5 separate regions of the Mus musculus genome follow, and all the other regions are linked to region 3. Evidence: chromatin contacts called from public Hi-C, HiCAR-type and promoter capture Hi-C data. All regions are on one chromosome and are shown on one strand. Each heading gives the region's core, a stretch centred on a gene start, on an enhancer-like site or on the middle of the called end of the contact. The rest is flanking DNA. Distances are from core to core; before and after follow the strand shown.

Evidence for each region. Promoter capture Hi-C pulls out the DNA fragments that hold promoters and counts their contacts. Hi-C and Micro-C count contacts between places; a contact is called where the count stands out from the background. HiCAR-type assays count read pairs that join an accessible place to other places.
Region 1: a promoter capture Hi-C map of trophoblast stem cells shows a contact between it and region 3, with 2.5 times the contacts expected there. The contact joins the enhancer-like site here to the promoter of Ptprk in region 3. A contact is called at or near these places in 7 of 39 promoter capture datasets (the 3T3-L1 cell line, 3T3-L1-derived adipocytes, hippocampal neurons and 2 more) and 2 of 115 datasets of contacts at active chromatin or transcription factors (astrocytes and embryonic stem cells).
Region 2: a Hi-C map of liver shows a contact between it and region 3, with 5 times the contacts expected there. The contact joins the enhancer-like site here to the promoter of Ptprk in region 3. A contact is called at or near these places in 1 of 39 promoter capture datasets (liver), 3 of 484 Hi-C or Micro-C datasets (cortical neurons and liver) and 6 of 115 datasets of contacts at active chromatin or transcription factors (all in embryonic stem cells).
Region 4: a contact with region 3 is called in a promoter capture Hi-C map of second pharyngeal arch cranial neural crest, with 4 times the contacts expected there. The contact joins the enhancer-like site here to the promoter of Ptprk in region 3. A contact is called at or near these places in 2 of 39 promoter capture datasets (the 3T3-L1 cell line and second pharyngeal arch cranial neural crest) and 2 of 115 datasets of contacts at active chromatin or transcription factors (embryonic forebrain and forebrain).
Region 5: a contact with region 3 is called in a HiCAR-type map of astrocytes, with 2.6 times the contacts expected there. The contact joins the enhancer-like site here to the promoter of Ptprk in region 3. A contact is called at or near these places in 5 of 39 promoter capture datasets (HPC-7-derived erythroid cells, the SN4741 cell line, cranial neural crest and 2 more) and 3 of 115 datasets of contacts at active chromatin or transcription factors (astrocytes and embryonic stem cells).

The regions. Positions count from the first base shown.
Region 1 is chr10:28,592,452-28,595,644 of GRCm38.p6, reverse strand. Ptprk (protein tyrosine phosphatase, receptor type, K) reads right to left here. Exons shown (of 32, transcript NM_008983.2): 31 at 2,740-2,875. Among named protein-coding and RNA genes, the nearest start is that of Themis, 74 kb to the left of the region's middle. Within about 2 kb of position 1,589, at least 92 of the 459 cell types and tissues checked have an H3K27ac peak or open chromatin away from gene starts, as enhancers often do. A contact at or near this core is called in trophoblast stem cells, where this site is marked.
Region 2 is chr10:28,647,944-28,651,226 of GRCm38.p6, reverse strand. No RefSeq gene overlaps it. Among named protein-coding and RNA genes, the nearest start is that of Themis, 19 kb to the left of the region's middle. Within about 2 kb of position 1,301, at least 6 of the 459 cell types and tissues checked have an H3K27ac peak or open chromatin away from gene starts, as enhancers often do. A contact at or near this core is called in liver, where this site is marked.
Region 3 is chr10:28,073,549-28,077,115 of GRCm38.p6, reverse strand. It overlaps Ptprk (protein tyrosine phosphatase, receptor type, K), which reads right to left and starts at 2,296. Exons shown (of 32, transcript NM_008983.2): 1 at 1,939-2,296. The coding sequence starts at 2,035.
Region 4 is chr10:27,193,301-27,196,708 of GRCm38.p6, reverse strand. All of the region lies in intron 22 of Lama2 (laminin, alpha 2), which reads left to right. Among named protein-coding and RNA genes, the nearest start is that of 4930579H20Rik, 190 kb to the left of the region's middle. Within about 2 kb of position 1,803, at least 8 of the 459 cell types and tissues checked have an H3K27ac peak or open chromatin away from gene starts, as enhancers often do. A contact at or near this core is called in second pharyngeal arch cranial neural crest, where this site is marked.
Region 5 is chr10:27,172,333-27,175,877 of GRCm38.p6, reverse strand. The region is part of intron 29 of Lama2 (laminin, alpha 2); the gene reads left to right. Among named protein-coding and RNA genes, the nearest start is that of Gm40618, 190 kb to the right of the region's middle. Within about 2 kb of position 1,422, at least 20 of the 459 cell types and tissues checked have an H3K27ac peak or open chromatin away from gene starts, as enhancers often do. A contact at or near this core is called in the SN4741 cell line and astrocytes, where this site is marked.

The DNA of each region.
Region 1 (3,193 bases), core at 340-2,839, 520 kb before region 3:
ATTCTCAAGTCTAATGATCCCTTTTAAGAAAAAAAAGAAACAGTAAAAAGATGTTTTATCTTTGCCCTAAATTTCCTATCATTTAATATAGTGCCAAGGATTTTTATAGGATTAAAATAGTTAAGAATGTTTCCCAGCTTACAAAAAGGTAAAGAACCAGGCTGTGGTGGACCACACTTTAATCCCAGCAACCAGACAAGGTGTGTCTCTGAGTTCAAGGCCAGCATGGTCTACAGAGTGAGTTCTAGAACAGCCAGAGCTACACAGAGAAACCCTGTCTTGGCATGGGGGAGGGGAAGAGTACACGATTGACATAGTAATCGTCTCAGAAAAATAAAAAATCGGAGTTCTCAAGAGGATTTTCTGTTTTACATGTTGTATGTTACACATCCTGAGTCTTTTTATATCACGCAAAAATCTACCATGTGGATTATCTGGATTACTTGTTAGATTATTTCAATATCTTTCTGTTTTGTATTGCTGCTGGTGTGTGCCTGTGCTTTCCTCCATATTCCAAATGATCTCTTTAGATAAAAGTGAGGGAGAAAGAGAGAGAGAAAGAGAGAGACAGAGAGACAGATAGGTAGAGACAGTGAAAGACAGAGACAGAGAGAGATGAGAAGAACCCCCTGTATGCTACCTTTTGCAATGGTATCAGAGTACCATTTCAACCAATTTAAAAGGAATATTTAAGAATTAAAAAGAAATAACCCTTCAAGCTCACTTATGCCTAAATAGATTCCTGACACCTCTTCTTAATTAAGACAACTTGATTGACAATGTTGTTGATCAAGTTGATAATGCAACATTTGAGTTAAAATAACACTTCTTTTGAGTGTAGTCACTTAAAATCCACTATCAAGAAGTTTAAAAAGACCAGAGACTGTTATAAATGATGACTTATATTATATAATTCATTGGACAGTTCCCAGCCCAGTCCAAGCAGGTAAAATCTAGGCAGGCTGAACTAGTGCAGAACTTAAAGTAAATATTAAAATATCCAGAATCTCTGACAACCAACGTAAATATGCTCTACATTAGCTTCCTGGGAGAAGTCCCACCAAAGATAAAAAAAAAAAAATGCTTGCAGCCAGTCAGTGCCTCTCAATTTTGTTTAAATCTACATTTCCATATCAAACTCAGCCCAAACCATAGTAAACTTTATTAATCATTGATGTTGATTAAGCAGTGCATTCTGTCAACTCTGTCAAGATTTGTGGGACATAAATAAAAAAGGAAAACAGTAACTCATGGGAAGGTTCTAGAACAAATATTCAACTGTAAACTTAGAAGTCAAAAGGTGGTATATCAAAGGCAAATTTGGAGACAGATGTTACTTCTGAAGGCATGTGACTTGAAATGTTTCAGGCAGAGTATATTTCACAGGTTATACATCTTGAAACCAGAGAGTGATAACTATCTACTGTCCAGTCTGTATGTAAAAATTCTCAAATCAATACTCTCTGTCCTTCTCAACTGCCTGCATTCCAGAGAAGGTGACGTTATCTGGTCCCAGTTGGAGTCTCCTAAGAGCACTCTTTGAGAAAGGGAGAAGTTAGCTGCCACTAGCCAGAGTGAAACAGCATAAACCGAAGTCTTTAGATGTTTGTCTCAGGAAACAATGCACTTCCTGTGTGAACAACCCCAAGCAGGAAGTGGTAAAAACACCAAGAGCTTACTAAATTTCTCTCTCTCTCTCTCTCTCTCTCTCTCTCTCTCTCTCCCTCTTTCCCTCTCCCTCACTCTCTTTCCCTCTCCCCCCCCCCCCCCGCTTCCTCCTCTCTCCCTCCCACAGCCCCACACCTCCGTTGCTCCCATCATCTTGATAAAGTAGGGCAAGCAACAGTGATGCCCTGGCTTTTCTCCCTTTCTTTTCTATGATTGCTGCAGCTGCTCTTCCTTCCCAGTCTCTTTGTACTTATGTGTAACCCCCAAGTCAAGCATGTTACAGAGGCAGTAACTTTCTTACTTGGTACACAGCTCCATTTAGATGAAGCCTTGCTCACATATCCCCATTTGTCCTTATTTTAGAGGCTTTGTGAGCTTAGAAGAACTTTTGTCACATTATATGCACTGTACTGTAAGGCTGATAAAAGCTTTTCAGCTGACAGCAAGGACAGACTGACAATTTACATTCGGATTAGATGGGGAAGGATTATGGATAATAGCTGCTATAAACTTCAGTTGCTCTTTCAAAAACACTGGGCGTCAGGTCTGTTTATATAGGTCAGTGGTAGAATGCCTGGCCTAGCATGCTTGAGATCCTGGGTTCCATACCTAACAACACCCACACACGCACACACACACACACCAAAATAAGTCAATTAAAACAAAGTAAGTGAACAAACAGAAAATAGGTGTCTAAGATTCTGAGGTGACCTATGAGTATATCTGCGACTTAACTCAATATGCCTCAACAAGCAAAAAAGTGACTACACTTTAGTGAGATTTATTTTCCTAGAACTATTTACTGCACAGCACAAATTCACTGATAATAAGGAGGACAAATTTCACTTCTCAAATCGCATGAGACCATTTTCTTCACCCAACAGGTTATGTGATGGGGAATGCATTTATACAGGCAAAGCCAGACTAGCTACACTCTACCTATTAGTCACAACGTCCCAGCAAGTTTCATGTGCACATCTGACTGATTTCCTCTATGTGCGTGAAGACCCACAAGTCAGTAGGTATATGACTGAGTAGTCACTGAGACCCTCGAAAGATTCTGTGGCTCACCGGGGCTTCCACCATGTTTGGCTTGCTGTTCCTCAGCGTCTTTACTGCATGGAAAACATCCACCACATTTTGCCGCTTCACCATCTCCACAACAATGCCTATGGCACAGAACATGCCACTGCGCCCACCGCCATTCCTGAAAGCAAAGACATGCTTAGTACCTTTGGGGGAATCACGTGTCACACCATCACACTCTCCTGGGAAAGGACACTTATCTTTAAAAATTCTCCCATTTCTTTGGATTCTCCTCTACATTTGTGTGTGAAGGGAAGAGGGGAGGATACTAGAGGATGAAGTTCTCTCAGGAGCTTATGAGCAGGAATATGTGACAGGCATAATTTGTTGTAATGTAGAGATGTTGAGATCCTAACCATTTGCCTGAAACAGAAGTTGTCCAGACAGGTACTTGAAAGAGTTAAACCATAAAACAACTGCATAATTTTTATTGTGTGGA
Region 2 (3,283 bases), core at 52-2,551, 580 kb before region 3:
TGGGGCTGAGGTTCATAATCCCTTTGAAAACCATGGCTACAATAACCTAGAACCCACCTCCAATGGTACCCAACTTCTCCTGACAGTGATACTGCATCTAGGAGACCAACCTTTAACATTATATATGCATCCAAAACAGCATTAGCATGCTTATTTAATTACCTTCTTAGATATATCCCCACCCCATTGTAGATTTGCATTGTCTTTATCTAGAAAGCACAGGTTTTCTGCCATGATGATAGTGGACTATGCTTCTGAACAGAACTGAGTCAGCCCCAATTAAATGTTTTCTTTTGTAACAGTTGCCATGCTCATGGTTCCTCTTTACAGCAATAGAATACTCACTAAGGAAGAGGCAGAGGCATGTGAATCTCTGTAAGTTCAAGGCTAGCATGATTTACTTAGTGACTTTCAGAGTATCTAGAGCAACATAGTAAGACCCTGTCCCAAAACAACAACAACAACAACAACAACAACAACAACAACAACAACAATCACACAGCTGGGAATCAGGGGAAAAGAACAGCCACAATTGAAAACCCTCTGAAAGTTGATTTGCTTGTCTTCTCTTCATGTTATCACAGTGTGTCCATGTTCATTGACCTCCTTTGTAAAGTAAGTAAAATGAAATCCAAATATTTGACTCTGGTTTTGAGTAATTTCCATCCCATTTTACTATCTGCCTTGAGAGTAACTACAATCAGTCATGCAAATCTAACCCCTTCCACATTCTACTAAATGGTAAAAATTACACTCAATGAATCAGTATTAAATGAGATAGAAGAATATTATATGAAGTCCATGTTAGTATCATTTTCCTGCCCTCTGTTCACCTACCCAGACACAGTAATACAACTGGAAACATTGATCTTGAAGTCATGTAGTCCCAGCTCTGCCTATCACCACTAGATAGACTCCAAGCAATAAATTGATATTCTTTGACTCAGTTTTATCATCTTTTGAGAAAGATATTATATGGGGCATGTGACTCTCCTTGACTGTTGCAGAATTTAAGCAGGTAAGGTATCTAAATGATATCCATGGTGTCCTCATACTAGGGAAATCTCTTGGTGAGTTGGATTAATGGAATTCCAATTTCCACATCATTTTTTCAAAAACAGTTCTGCTGCACTGGCTCCAACTCTAAACACAACACTTAATTTTTGAGGCAATTCAAAGCATGATACTAATATCACAAAAAACAAACATCCAATGTTTTTGTGGAGGAGTCAGTGACATTTCATCTGTGTCCTAATCTGAGTGTCAAAGTCTGATTCACCAAAGAGAACCGCCAATATTTCTGGGCAACTGTCAACCTCCCCTTTCCTAACTTATGCAAATGCCTCACAGCAGCTGCTGAGCAAGCCTGTAGCATTTACCAAAACCAAGCTCCCCTCCTCCCTCCCCACCCCTCCCCATCAAAAAACAAATTTCTCTCTTCCTGGCATGCTGAATAAGAGATATGCATGAATTAAACATTTCTTGAGACACTTTACTGAAGTCTCAGGTAACAGGACGTGTTTGGGGATTTAGTTGGCATACTTCAAGAGTACATGAGACAGCAGGAGACACTTGGGGAGTGATCCTGAGATTTTCTTTCCCTTTCTTATCCACACCCACCTCTGTTACTTTAACACTGTAATTTATTTTTAAAGAGGCATCATTATGAAATTTAAAATAAATGTTTACACCCTGATAAGCACTATTAGAAGAAAGGGTACTGAATTCATTTAAATGTATTTGCAAAAGATTGCTTTTCCCAAGGGAGTATACGGATCCTATATCTTTAATTATTCTTGACGTTTTGCCTATCAACTGACAATTTCATACAGAATGGAAGTCAAACAGCCTGGCTCTCCTGACAGCAAAGAGTTATAATAACACCAGAATGAAACCAGGATTTTCACTTAGCTTATCTGTCCTAGTGTCTGAGTTACTCAGCCTCAGAAATGTAATATAGCCACATGCTAGAGAACATGGTTGCTCAGAATATATTAAACCAAAAGGTGAGTTCAATGTCAATTTTCCCCAGTTTTTAAAGAGTAGAATGTTCGTTTTTAAGTAGCCGTTACGATGGGTTCTGCAGAAGTAGAATTAACACCACCACTACCACCACCAACAACAACAATAACAACAATGTTTTCCCATGGAATCACTGCATTACCTGTAACTCTTTTAGAGCTGTTCTCTCTCTGCAGGAGTAAGACTGCTCTCTGTTCATCAGGGTGATCAGTCTTTATACTAAGAAAGAGCCACGTGCTTTAAACATTCTGCTCCTCCTAATGCGTGAACCTGTGCTTGCACATGTCACTGTGGAAATAGGCTGTGATGAGTCCCACTTGGGTTTTTCATGCACAGGGATGGCTGTGTTTCACAATGCTGTCATGGCTGCATCTCAGGGTTTTTTCCCAACCCTTGATCTCTGCAACAAGTGTTGTCCAACTCTGCTGATAGGTTACCAGCCCCACACCTCTCTTCTTTTTTTGCACTGGTCCCCTTTGGGGACACTGGTTTCTTTCTTAACACTTATCATGGTTCAAGTCTTCCCAGCAACTGGTTTTGCCCAAAACATACTGTTTGAGAGTTACAATGGTTCTGTATTTTGGTTTTGTGATGATGAAAAATGCCAAATCTTATGTTAGACATATTTATCACTGTAGTAGCTTTTATTCCTTGGTGCCACAAAGACTCTCGTCCCAGAAGGGCCTAGCCTTGTCTTTCTGATTGTGCCACTTTCATATCTTTACATGCCAAAGACACACGCTTTCTGAGCTAATTAAAAATATGCAAAATCAAATTGACCATTATGCTCTCTCCTTTCTCCTTCAAGAGGCAAAACAGAATGACCTTGACCTTGAATTTTTGTGGGTTTATGATGATCTCAAAACCTATCAAATGTAGCAGATACCAGGCTTGTCAAATTGTGAAGCCCAGTGATATAGGCAAGCAGTCTTCTTTCTTCCTTTTTAAAATAGTCATCTTTGATCCCTGAATAGATCATTGGGAAGTTCATCTCTGAGGCCAACATGTAGTTAGGAAGCTCACAGTAACCTGAAAGAGAGAACAGTAGAGAAGTGCCAAGACAATATCAAAAGAGCAAAGTGCAGGCCTTGGCTGCTCCCACTGTAATCCTTGTGTGATTGTGACTGCATAAGATCGTGAGCCAGAAATACACAGTAACATCCTGAATCCAACACAATCACATGGGCACTGCAATCAGGACAGAGAGCAAACATCAACTTTGATCCACACATTTGTAGGAAGCAATGGATTCCTCAAATTG
Region 3 (3,567 bases), core at 1,047-3,546:
CATTTGTGGGCAAACATAAGGATGAGAGCCAGATCTGTGGAGCCTGCATTCATTATAAACTCCCAGAAACAAATCTGCACAGTGTGATGAGGCACTCTCGGTACACAGTGATTAAATGATAAATAACATTTTTAAAGAGAAAAAATTCTCACATGTTGAAAATCTATCCATCAGCTGCTAAGACATCACTAGTCTCCAGTTCTAAATACATGTGTTTAATCATGTAACTGGTAAAGTTCAATTAACAAATAACATGCCTCCTCAAGCAAGGCTCTCCGTGAAGCGACAAGCACCGTGTAGAAATCAATACTCCCTCCAACTTGCTGCATATAATGAGTTACATCAAGCATGGTTCCAATACTAACAGCATTGTATGGCAGAGACACTCGGTAACGCGGAAACCAGAAAATTAAATTAAGTCGTCGGAATTCATTGCATAGAGCTGGTGCCTTCTGCACACCACCCCACACACGGTCTTTCCTTTGCCTGCTACCATTTCATAGTCTCTGCCTACGAGGAGGATACACTCAAGCTCCAGACTCCGAGGTCTAACTCCTAAAGGGGAGGGGGAAAGAAAAGCTAAGGGACGATTTGCTCCGGAAAACATCATGGTGAGTGTATTTCCAGGAAATCGAGCAGTCTCAACAATGAAACTATCAAGTACAAAGTAAGTTCTGTCTTCCCATCCTGCTGGTTCAGCCAGGAGCGCGGCTGTCGCGTTTCCCGTCACCCTCTGGCCACTCTGTGTTTCCACAAACACTGGGAACCAAGGCAGCAGCGGATGCGCCCTCCAACCTTGCTGGGCTGGGTGGGTTAACCAGAAAAGTTGTAAAGCCTTGTGGGAGGCAGAGGCTTAAACCTGGGAGCCCGCTCCCCAGCGTCCACCTGGTGAAACTTCAGAGCCGGCAGATACATAGAAGCCAGCGACCTACAGGCAGGATATCAAAACTGGACGGGAACAGAGACCACCAGTCTGAAAGACCCGGAATCCTGGGACTTATCTGAGCGGTTTTACTTAGAACTCAAAGGGATAGCCTGGAATATCGCATCACGTCTCACTCCTGGGTTGTCCAGGAGAACAGCGAACGTTCCCAGCCCAGGTCACCCAGGCGGACTCAGGGTGGTGTGGAGCCAGATTTGAGCTTTGTGGTGGCTTCGCCCCATAAATAGGGTAAGCCTTCCGGGAATGGGAGCCCAGAACTCGCTGCCCAGGACAGCTCTGAATCTACCCTTAGAGCTACATTTACAAACGTCGTACGGACTCTGCCAATGTATACATACAACGTGCTCCACGCTGTGTGCTCTGTAATCTATCCAGGAGCAACTCTGAACCCTCAGCAGAGGAGGAAGGAGCCTCCAGGAGGCACCGGGAAGTAGCTGGACAATAGTCAGAGGCGGTTATACCCGGGACAAAAAGCACCTGGCAGAACACACCGAGATCGGTCCCTATGTGTCTCCACAATTCTCACAAAGACTTCCCGGGGAAATTTTGAACAGTCTGGCGACAGAGAGCCACTAGCCAGCTCAGCGAGCCATAAAATCGTGGTCCCGGGAGCCCTAAGTACTTTTTCTTCCTCACTTCCCTAACTAATGCTGTGGACTGCTCCCGACTCCCAGGCAAAAAGAACACCCAGGAAAAGCAAGGTCGCCACACACTCCATCCAGCACACCCTGGGCTGTCTGCGCGCCGGACTAGCCTCAGAAACAATGGGTCGAGAACGTAAAAGTTACCTGCGCACGGGGGCGCACAGCTCTTGGCCCTGCGTCCCGCCTGACACAAACTCCCAGGACAGACCTAGCTCCAACCTGCACCACCACCACCCCCGCCACCTTAAGCGGACGCCCCCTGGATCCCCGAACCCAGCACCAGCAATCAGTCAGTCCTTCCTGCCTGAGTCCAAGACTGTGGACAGACACAGACCACCCCCAACCTCTCACCTGCTGAGAACTGGCCAAGGGCCGACCCCAGGAGAGGCCACGGGTACAGAAGCCAGAGAGCTACAAAAGCAGGCAACGCAGCGGCCGCCACATCCATGGCGAGTTTGGGAGAAGTTTCAAGCAGCTTTGCAAAGAGCCTCCGGGGGAATCGCGGTGAAATCCGCCAGCCAGCAGCCCGCCCGGCCTCGTCGGGGGGCTCGCGGAGACGCCGCGGCCACCCGCCAGCACTTTCGTCCTTGCGCAACGTCGGCCAACTACCTCGCGGGCGAAAGCGTCTCCAGCGTCGCCCGCCAGCCGCGGCCGCCGCTCTCCATGCTAGGCAGAGGCTGCTCAGGGTAGTCCAGAGTTAGTTTGCTCTGGGAGGGACGGGGGCGGAGCCTGGGGTGACGTCGCCCCGCGGGCTCCGGCAGCTTCGGAGGAATGCGGGCTCCGGTGCGCGCCGCCGCCACTGCCGCCTCCTGCTAGGGAGACGCGCGCCAGCCGGGCCGCGCGCCCCGCGCCCTGCGCCCCGCGCCGCCTTTGTTCGCCACCTGGGCTCGGTGGCCGCGCGGCTCTCTGGCGGCGAGCGGGAAAGGGGGACCTGGCGCAGCTCCCTGCCGGATCCCTGAGATTCAACTCTGAGAGGCAGAACTGTGGGCGGACGACGGAGGAGGCGCCCGAGGAGAGGTGTCCTGGGGTTCTGTCCCCAAGGTGGCGGTCCCACCAGAGCGGCTGGTGGTAGGAAGAAAAGGGAGCGTAGATGTGACCTTTAAAACGCCGACCTGCACTGAAATTTCACTCTTCCTTATTGATAGGATAAGGAATAAGGCTCCCTACCCCATTGAAAACTTACTCTCGTTTGTTCACGAAATAAATAAAACTTGGACCAAAATAAAATGTTGGGTAAGTTTCCAGTGTGAACAGCTGGCGTGCCTCGTTTCTGGTTTATTTGTCATTGGGAAGCTCCCAGCCGCTCAGCCTTCGCATAGCCTGGTGGAGTAGAGCAAGACTTGGTTTTGTTTTGATTTTTACTGTCTTGTAGCTATATAAGAAATAAGTATTTAATAAAAGGAGTTTATCCCAACAATGAGCACAGCATGGTTGCTCCGAAGGAACCCAATGCTGTGTGCTGTGTTACAGGCAGGAAGTCAGTTTTGCTACCTTAGCAGCTTGGTGTGATTTCTCCAAATGCCACCTTCACTTGCTTCTGTAGCAACGCTGTATAGTTGCTTACTTTTACTCATGTCTGCAAATTATGACACATGTAAGTATGACCAAAACTGAATAAGCCTAACTTTTTTTTTGAATTTTGATGCTATATATGCAACTGCTAATAATAGCCTTGATTGGCACCTGTCAGTCACTCAAAATGTCTTTAGCCTTTTAAAATCAAAATGAAGTGAAATTCAATTTAATACAGCATTCTCATCATTAACCGAGCCACATATTTCTGTAATTAATACATGCTGTTATGACTAGGTTTGGAATAGATGCAAGTGACTGTATACTACACACACACACATCTATGCACATATATTATACATATTGATGAAGAAGGGAGAAAATGGGTTTCTTTTTTATTTGCTGAGGATAGAAAGTCCGTTACGCTACAGCCTTGATGACTGCTCATTAGTACCTGTAACAAGCCCA
Region 4 (3,408 bases), core at 554-3,053, 880 kb after region 3:
TGAGCATCCACTTCTGTGTTTGCTAGGCCCCGGCATAGTCTCACAAGAGACAGCTATATCACGGTCCTTGCAACAAACGCTTGCTAGTATATGCAATGGTGTCATCGTTTGGAGGCTAATTATGGGACGGATCCCTGGATATGCCAGTCTCTAGATGGTCCATCCTTTTGTATCAGCTCCAAACTTTGTCTCTGTAACTCCTTCCATGGGTGATTGTTTCCAATTCTAAGAAGGGGCAAAGTGTCCATACTTTGGTCTTCGTTCTTCTTCAGTTTCATGTGTTTTGCAAATTGTACCTTATATCTCGCTATCCTAAGTTTCTGGGCTAAAAATCAGCTGGCCTTCACACCTCCTGGTACCACTGCATTGTTTTAATAGTGTAGCTTACAGATTTTCTCACCTTTATGAAAATAGAATAATATTCTATATTTTGTTTTGTCTTACCTTGAGGAGAATGTGATTTGTCTTCTGTCCTTTAGTCTTACGCTTTTTGTAGTTTATCCATCCTATTGCATATACCCAAAGTTTGTTCAATTTAGTTGCTTAGTAATAACAATACATTATATATTCTACTGGATCCTGTTAATTTGTTTATACTGATAGGCAGTTTGGAGCATCCATTAGTAACTTTGCTATGAACATTAGTGTGGGAGTTAGCAGTATATTCATAAAACCTAAATTCTAATTTCTCTTAAGAATACCCCATATCTTTGCCAACACAGCCAATTCTATTTTAATATTAATTATTTAGTTTGTTATGTATCTCTGCTTTTCTCTTTTGCAATTCTTTATGCATAACAATGGTAGGCATTGGGTTGCTTATTTAATCAACTGTTTGCCATTTACATGCATTCTGTTAAGAAGTTGTTAAATCTGTCGCTCACTTTCCTTCTGAGAATGTGTTCCATGAAAATTAATTATAAAAGCTTTGTGTATTGTAAATATATGTTTTTTTAACACACACACACAACATGCACACACATAAACCGAGAATATAGCTAGCTCTGTACTTAGTATCTTCATCTAATTTTTGTATGTGTGAACAAGTGTATCATTTCTTTTCTAGATCCAGTTTCTTATACTTTTCTTTGGAACAATTTGTTTGCCCAAATCTATAGATTTCCTTTTTTTGGTTGTTGTTGTTTTCTTTGCAAAGATTTATAATTTTATCTTACCTCTTAAATTTAGATCCAACATATTACATTTACTATCAATTTTTATCTAGTGTGAGGAAATTAAATTTACTTTTTTAATGTCTAATTTTTCCAACAGTATTTATTGAAAGGACTCCCTTCCTATCGAATTAGCTTAATTCCTTTTTTAGAGAAACTGGTCTCATGTTCATGGTTTTTGGACTTTTCTATTTCCTTATTTAATTTTCTGAATATTTCAGTGTCTTAATTACTATAGTTTTATAGCAAGGAATGGATCTTATTATAAACCCTCCAGCTGTATTTCTCATTCCCAGCATTTTCTGCGTATTTAGATATAGCTTATTGTAGGTTTTGTTGTATTGTTTTTAAAGAGTGTTGGGATTTACCCAGCATTGTTTATTCACTGACCATTTCGACCTTTATGAGTCTCGCTTATGTATTTTCTTGTGGAAGGTGCTACAAAACCTTAAGCCTAGGGCGAATCAGCCTCCCTCCAACGCTCTGATAAGCCAAAGCCTTGTTGAGTTTCTTCCAAGTTCTAGTCAGAGTGATTAAACCGTTTAAGTTTTCTGTGAGGTCTAAAGTGTTTCCTCCTACATGTCTTCAGTGATTCGCTTTCCCAGCATGATGTCATTTCTTTCCTGTGCACATCCCCTATCAACCCCAGCTTCACATATTCTTCTGCACAGCTCTAGAGTTCTCAATGTAGAATTCCCATTCTCAGCACATTATGCTTGCTCCTGCAAATGTTAGCTTCTTTGGATTTTCAAAACCAGTGCCATTTGTACAGACAGTTAGACTGTCTGCTGGGCCTTTGCTTGGTCAGCTTTCTCTCTAGTGGTACAGCCTAGAAGCTGCAGCTACTCCCAGCCTTGTTTCTTCTCTTTTCTCAGAAATAACAGTTCGTTGCTTTATTATTCAGTGCCTAAATGCAGTTTTCTTGTGTTTTAATGTTAGGGTTTAATGACTTAAACACAGAACTAGTTTCTAAAAATAAGTAGGTAAGTTGATGTGTGTGTGTGTGTGTGTGTGTGTGTGTGTGTGCGCTTTATTAAGGTCCAACTGCTCATACGCTGTTCATGCTCTGGCGGCTGGCCCACAACAAAAGCATATTATCAGCACAAATTAGAGCTGATTGGTTATTTAAAAAATTAAAAACTAAAAAGAAAATACACCATAAAGAGTAGGTCTGGGAAGAGTTAGCAGACAGAGGATTAAGACTGAATACGATAAAAATATAATTTTTTTTTCAAAATTCTCAAAGAATTTGTAAAAATTTAGCATTAACTAGCCTAGAATACCCTGACCTCAAAAAGAATTAAAGTACTGCTAAGTGTTTCATTAAGTTAAGACATCTGGCTTCAATATGTGACTGGGAATCACAAACAGTAGACAGGACGCTCATTTCCTTACTTCTCGTGGTATTATTTCGTTTGAAATTCTATAGTGCTGCATTTTGAAAAATGAAAGATTTTGTTGAGTGTGAACAGCAGGCTAAGTTTCTAAGTGACTTTTTTTAAGTCAAACCCAAGTATCTACTCTGTTACTTGTAATTATTTTAAAAAATAAAAACTCATGGGAATGCACATGAGTTTGCTCTCCACACTTATAGTAAAATTCTTGAAATTAAAGCGTATTCTTTATAGGCAGTGTATAAATCAAGCAGAGATATGCCTGCATGTCTATAAAAGTTATTTGGGGGTATTCTTTAGTGAATAAACACTGAATAAACATTATATTGATTGAAGGCGCATTTGAATCTTATTATGTTGAACTATTGCTTTAAAAAAAATCTAAATTTCTGAGTAAGTGCACATTTTTCTATTAGGAGGATTTATAAAAACCCATGTAGCTATTAGAAATTATTTATGAGCATACATTCAACTTGGGTGACTATTATGTAAAAAAAAAAAACAATTAATTTGAGAATTAGAGACTCTTGTTCTTTTTGCCATGGAGAACTGCTCTGTGCAAAGAGGTGAGCAACCATGTCATTTCAGCTGCCTGTGTAGGAGAATCAAGCCTGCAACCATTCACTCATAGAGCAAAGGAGAATCAATCCTCTTTTGCTAATTAAACATTGTATTTGATTTTAATTTAATTTTGACATTGGGTATAGTGCTATCTAAACATACAGTTAATGATCTCAGTTATTCCCACAGTAACTTCTCAAATAAACTTCACAATTGGACCCATCCTAAGGTCTATTTGGACTGTAAGCAACATTTCAAGAACTTGTTACTTGATTGTATAC
Region 5 (3,545 bases), core at 173-2,672, 900 kb after region 3:
CATCTTCTTCCTCTAGTCTTCTGAAATCCTTCCACTGAACCCTGTAGAACTCACTGTAAAGCATCAATAAAATCCCATGTGTAGAATTCTCCTCTTCCCCTAATTTCTCTTCACGGCATCCTGTCTCTCTTCTCACATGCTGTCAGCCCTGTGGCCCTCCTAAGTAGTAGTCATTGCTTTCTCCTATTTTTCACATTCCTGACCCTGAAGAGAGGGTGGGTGTTCCTGTCCCGCACTGCCAGTCTCAGCCTTCCACACTTTTTCCTCTATAGCACCAGACAGCTTTAGATCATTCCCACCTCTGTCTCTGCTTGTTTAGTTAACCACTCACCCTGCCCCCCAGCAGACCCCTGACTCCATAATGGTTTTCTATTGTGTCATTTCCTTTATCTAACAAAAGTGCTGATGGAATCCTTCTTGATCTTAATATTCATAAAAGTCAATGCTCCATTCTTTGCCTTCTCAGTTTTTTTCTGCCTTTGCTTCTCCATTTTGAATATCTTCTGGTTTGAGCCTCTGTCTGTTTCTTTCCTGTTCAGCCCTTAGCATCTCAACATCTTAATCTCATCATCAAGACTTACACTACATTTCTCACGCCCTCATTTTGAAAAGCAGATGACTTCATGAGCTTTCATATCACTCTTCATCCTCCATCCACCTTGGTTTTCTTTTTCTTCTTCTCTTTCTCTTTGTTTTTTGAGACAGTGCCATGGCACTTGCCAAGTCACCCATGGTGGCAGGCCAGAGAGTGCTGTCCCACAGTGCTAGGATTACAATGACACAACACATTTCTAGCCTCTTATATGAGTCCTGGAACTCAAACCCAGATCCTCATGGGTGTGTGTGTTTTTCTGACTTAGACATTTCCTCAGCCCTCGGTGTCACTTTCTATGAAACCATTGTCAAGCAGAAGAAAGGAAACCATAGCTCACATGACCTCAGCAACGCAACCCTTGATCACTTTTTGTCTCCATTACCTCTTACTCTGACTCTTTCCCTTACATTGGAAGAATTAATCATTCTGGAAAAGACAGACTGTTAGGCTAGAAATACAACTTATAGTGAAGCACTTATGTAGCATGTATTAGGGCCTGTGTTCAGAGTCTAGAGAATGGTTAATGAGAGATTAAGTTTGGGAAGGACAGACCAAGGCTTTACTGTGTATGTCTGATCCTCACACTTTCTGCCATTTCAGGATACTATTCTCTTAATCTCCCATCCCATCTGCACCATTTAAGAGAACAGAAGCCTTTTGGCTCTACCTCCTTCTAACTACCTCTCCCTCCATCATCAAAGAGTTTTCAATACTCGATTTGCAGTTCCTCAGTCTATGTGGACTCCAGTTTAACTTCCAGGACTGTGAGAGAGCCTGTGACTCACTCAGCCCCAGGATTTATCCTTCTTGGCATATCAACAGAATTTGTCACCATGAGTCTCCACATTCTTTTTGAAAGTCTATGTTTGGTTGATTTTCCAGCCACACTACTGTGAATGTTTCAAATCCCTGCCCCCAGCTCCTCCCTTCATCCTCTTTTCTTTTCTCATCCTGGTATCAGTACATTGCATTCCCAAAATTCAATGCCTTTTGTTTCTCTAAATACACGTTTCCATAGTGATCTTATACAGGCACATAACTATAAGCACCTTGACTGTGATTCCACAGTATTTACATGGTTCCTACCACTTAATTTTAATTCTTCTTTAGTAATTCTAAAAGTTTTTGTGGTATGTGAAAGTTATGTGTTTTTCCTTCAAAGATATTATTGAGAAGACACATTTTATTGATTAATATCACTACTTTTTCATAACTAATGATTTCTAAATATGCATTATTATCTTTTTCAATATTAAAATCTGCTTAAGGGTCATATCTTCTGTTCTACTTGGCTTTTTGCTTTTACTATAATGCTTTCTTTCCCTTCCTTTTAGAATGTGTTATATAGTAAATACAGATTTTATCACCCTTAATTCTTTAATTTCCTTAACTAGATTCCATATATTCCTTCCAGTGACATTTTTATTCACTATTTTGAAAGTTATATTTAACTGAGTTTTATATATAACTAGGATTTTGATTGTAATTGAAGTAAACTGTTCTTTAAGGAATTGCTGCATTTATACAGGTCAGTTTTTTTTTTCTTTTACCTGGGAATGTTATTGTCTTCCTCTTCAAACATTTTGTATCTTATGGTTGAACTATTATAAAAGAGAGGTTATATATTTTATACATTAAAATTAAATATATTATACATCTTAATTTCAGTAGTTAAGATTGAAGTATCTGTTAGCAAGTTACTAACTAGTCTTTATCATAAAATTTTTAATATGTGTTTGATATCATACCATTTTTATTTACAACCTATCACTGTTCAGTTATTTATATTTTTATAGTTATAAATTATTGTTTTAAAATATATTTTTAATTTCTTGTCATATACCATATCTGTAATAATTATTTTATAAATTTTATTGATGAGGAGTAACATAAAATGTTAAGTAGATAAATAATCAACAACCTTTCTAATTCATGATTTTAATATTAGAGTCTCATCCTTCTTCAATAAAGCTTGGTAGCAGTAGTTCATTTAAAAAAATCATTCTTAGGCTGAGAGGTGGCTCAAAACTTAAAGAGTTTAAGAGTTTTTGTGCCGCAGACCCTCTGGGCTCCTTTGTCTGCATGGAACTGGTCTCTCGTCGTGGGTGGGCAAAGCATCGGATGAGTGACAAACAGACGCACACAGGAGAGTTTGTGTTGGATCTGAATGTGTTTTGTTAAGTCGAGCATCAGACTTTTTATGCAGAAGACAATAAGGAAGTTGGGTGACATATTCGCAAGGTACAAATGAGGTAACCGGAATCTTACATAAAACAGAGGAATGCAAACACAAAAGGTCTAACCGGAATCACCTGGGATAGAATTCATTGTTAACAACTGGGATCAAAAAGGGCTCCACCTAAGATTCACTTAATCTTAGAAGCCAGGGTCGAGGGCTTCGCGCCCTTGCCATAGTTCCTATTTTAGTCTATTGTATAGTCTATTGTATAGTCCACTTATTGTATAGTCCACTTCCTATTTTAGTCTATTGTATAGTCCCTTAGGCCACTGTAAATACGTGTGTATGGGTATAACTCAGCTATAGTCTTAGAAGCCAGGTATGAGGTCTTTACTCTCCTAGGGCAAGGGCTTTTACACCCAAGTCATGGTTCTAACTAGGGAGTTCTGTTCTAGCTAACCATCTCATGAATAATGCAATACTCTAAAACCACAGCCCGATCTACTTCCTATACCATTGTAAATTCCTGTATATGGGAGCGACTTGGCTTTTATTGATAGTGTAATACCAGAGGCTATTCTGAATGTCACTGTCTAGCTCAAGGACATTCTAGGACTGTTGGAACACTGAGGCTTTAGCTATGTCAGAATTCAATCTAAAAAGGCACTTATAATAGGATGATACTGAAAGAGAGCACGTGGATCCATACACTAGACTAACTCGGGAATGGAGAATTAAGAGAGCACACCAGACTCCAGGAGTGAGTTTCTG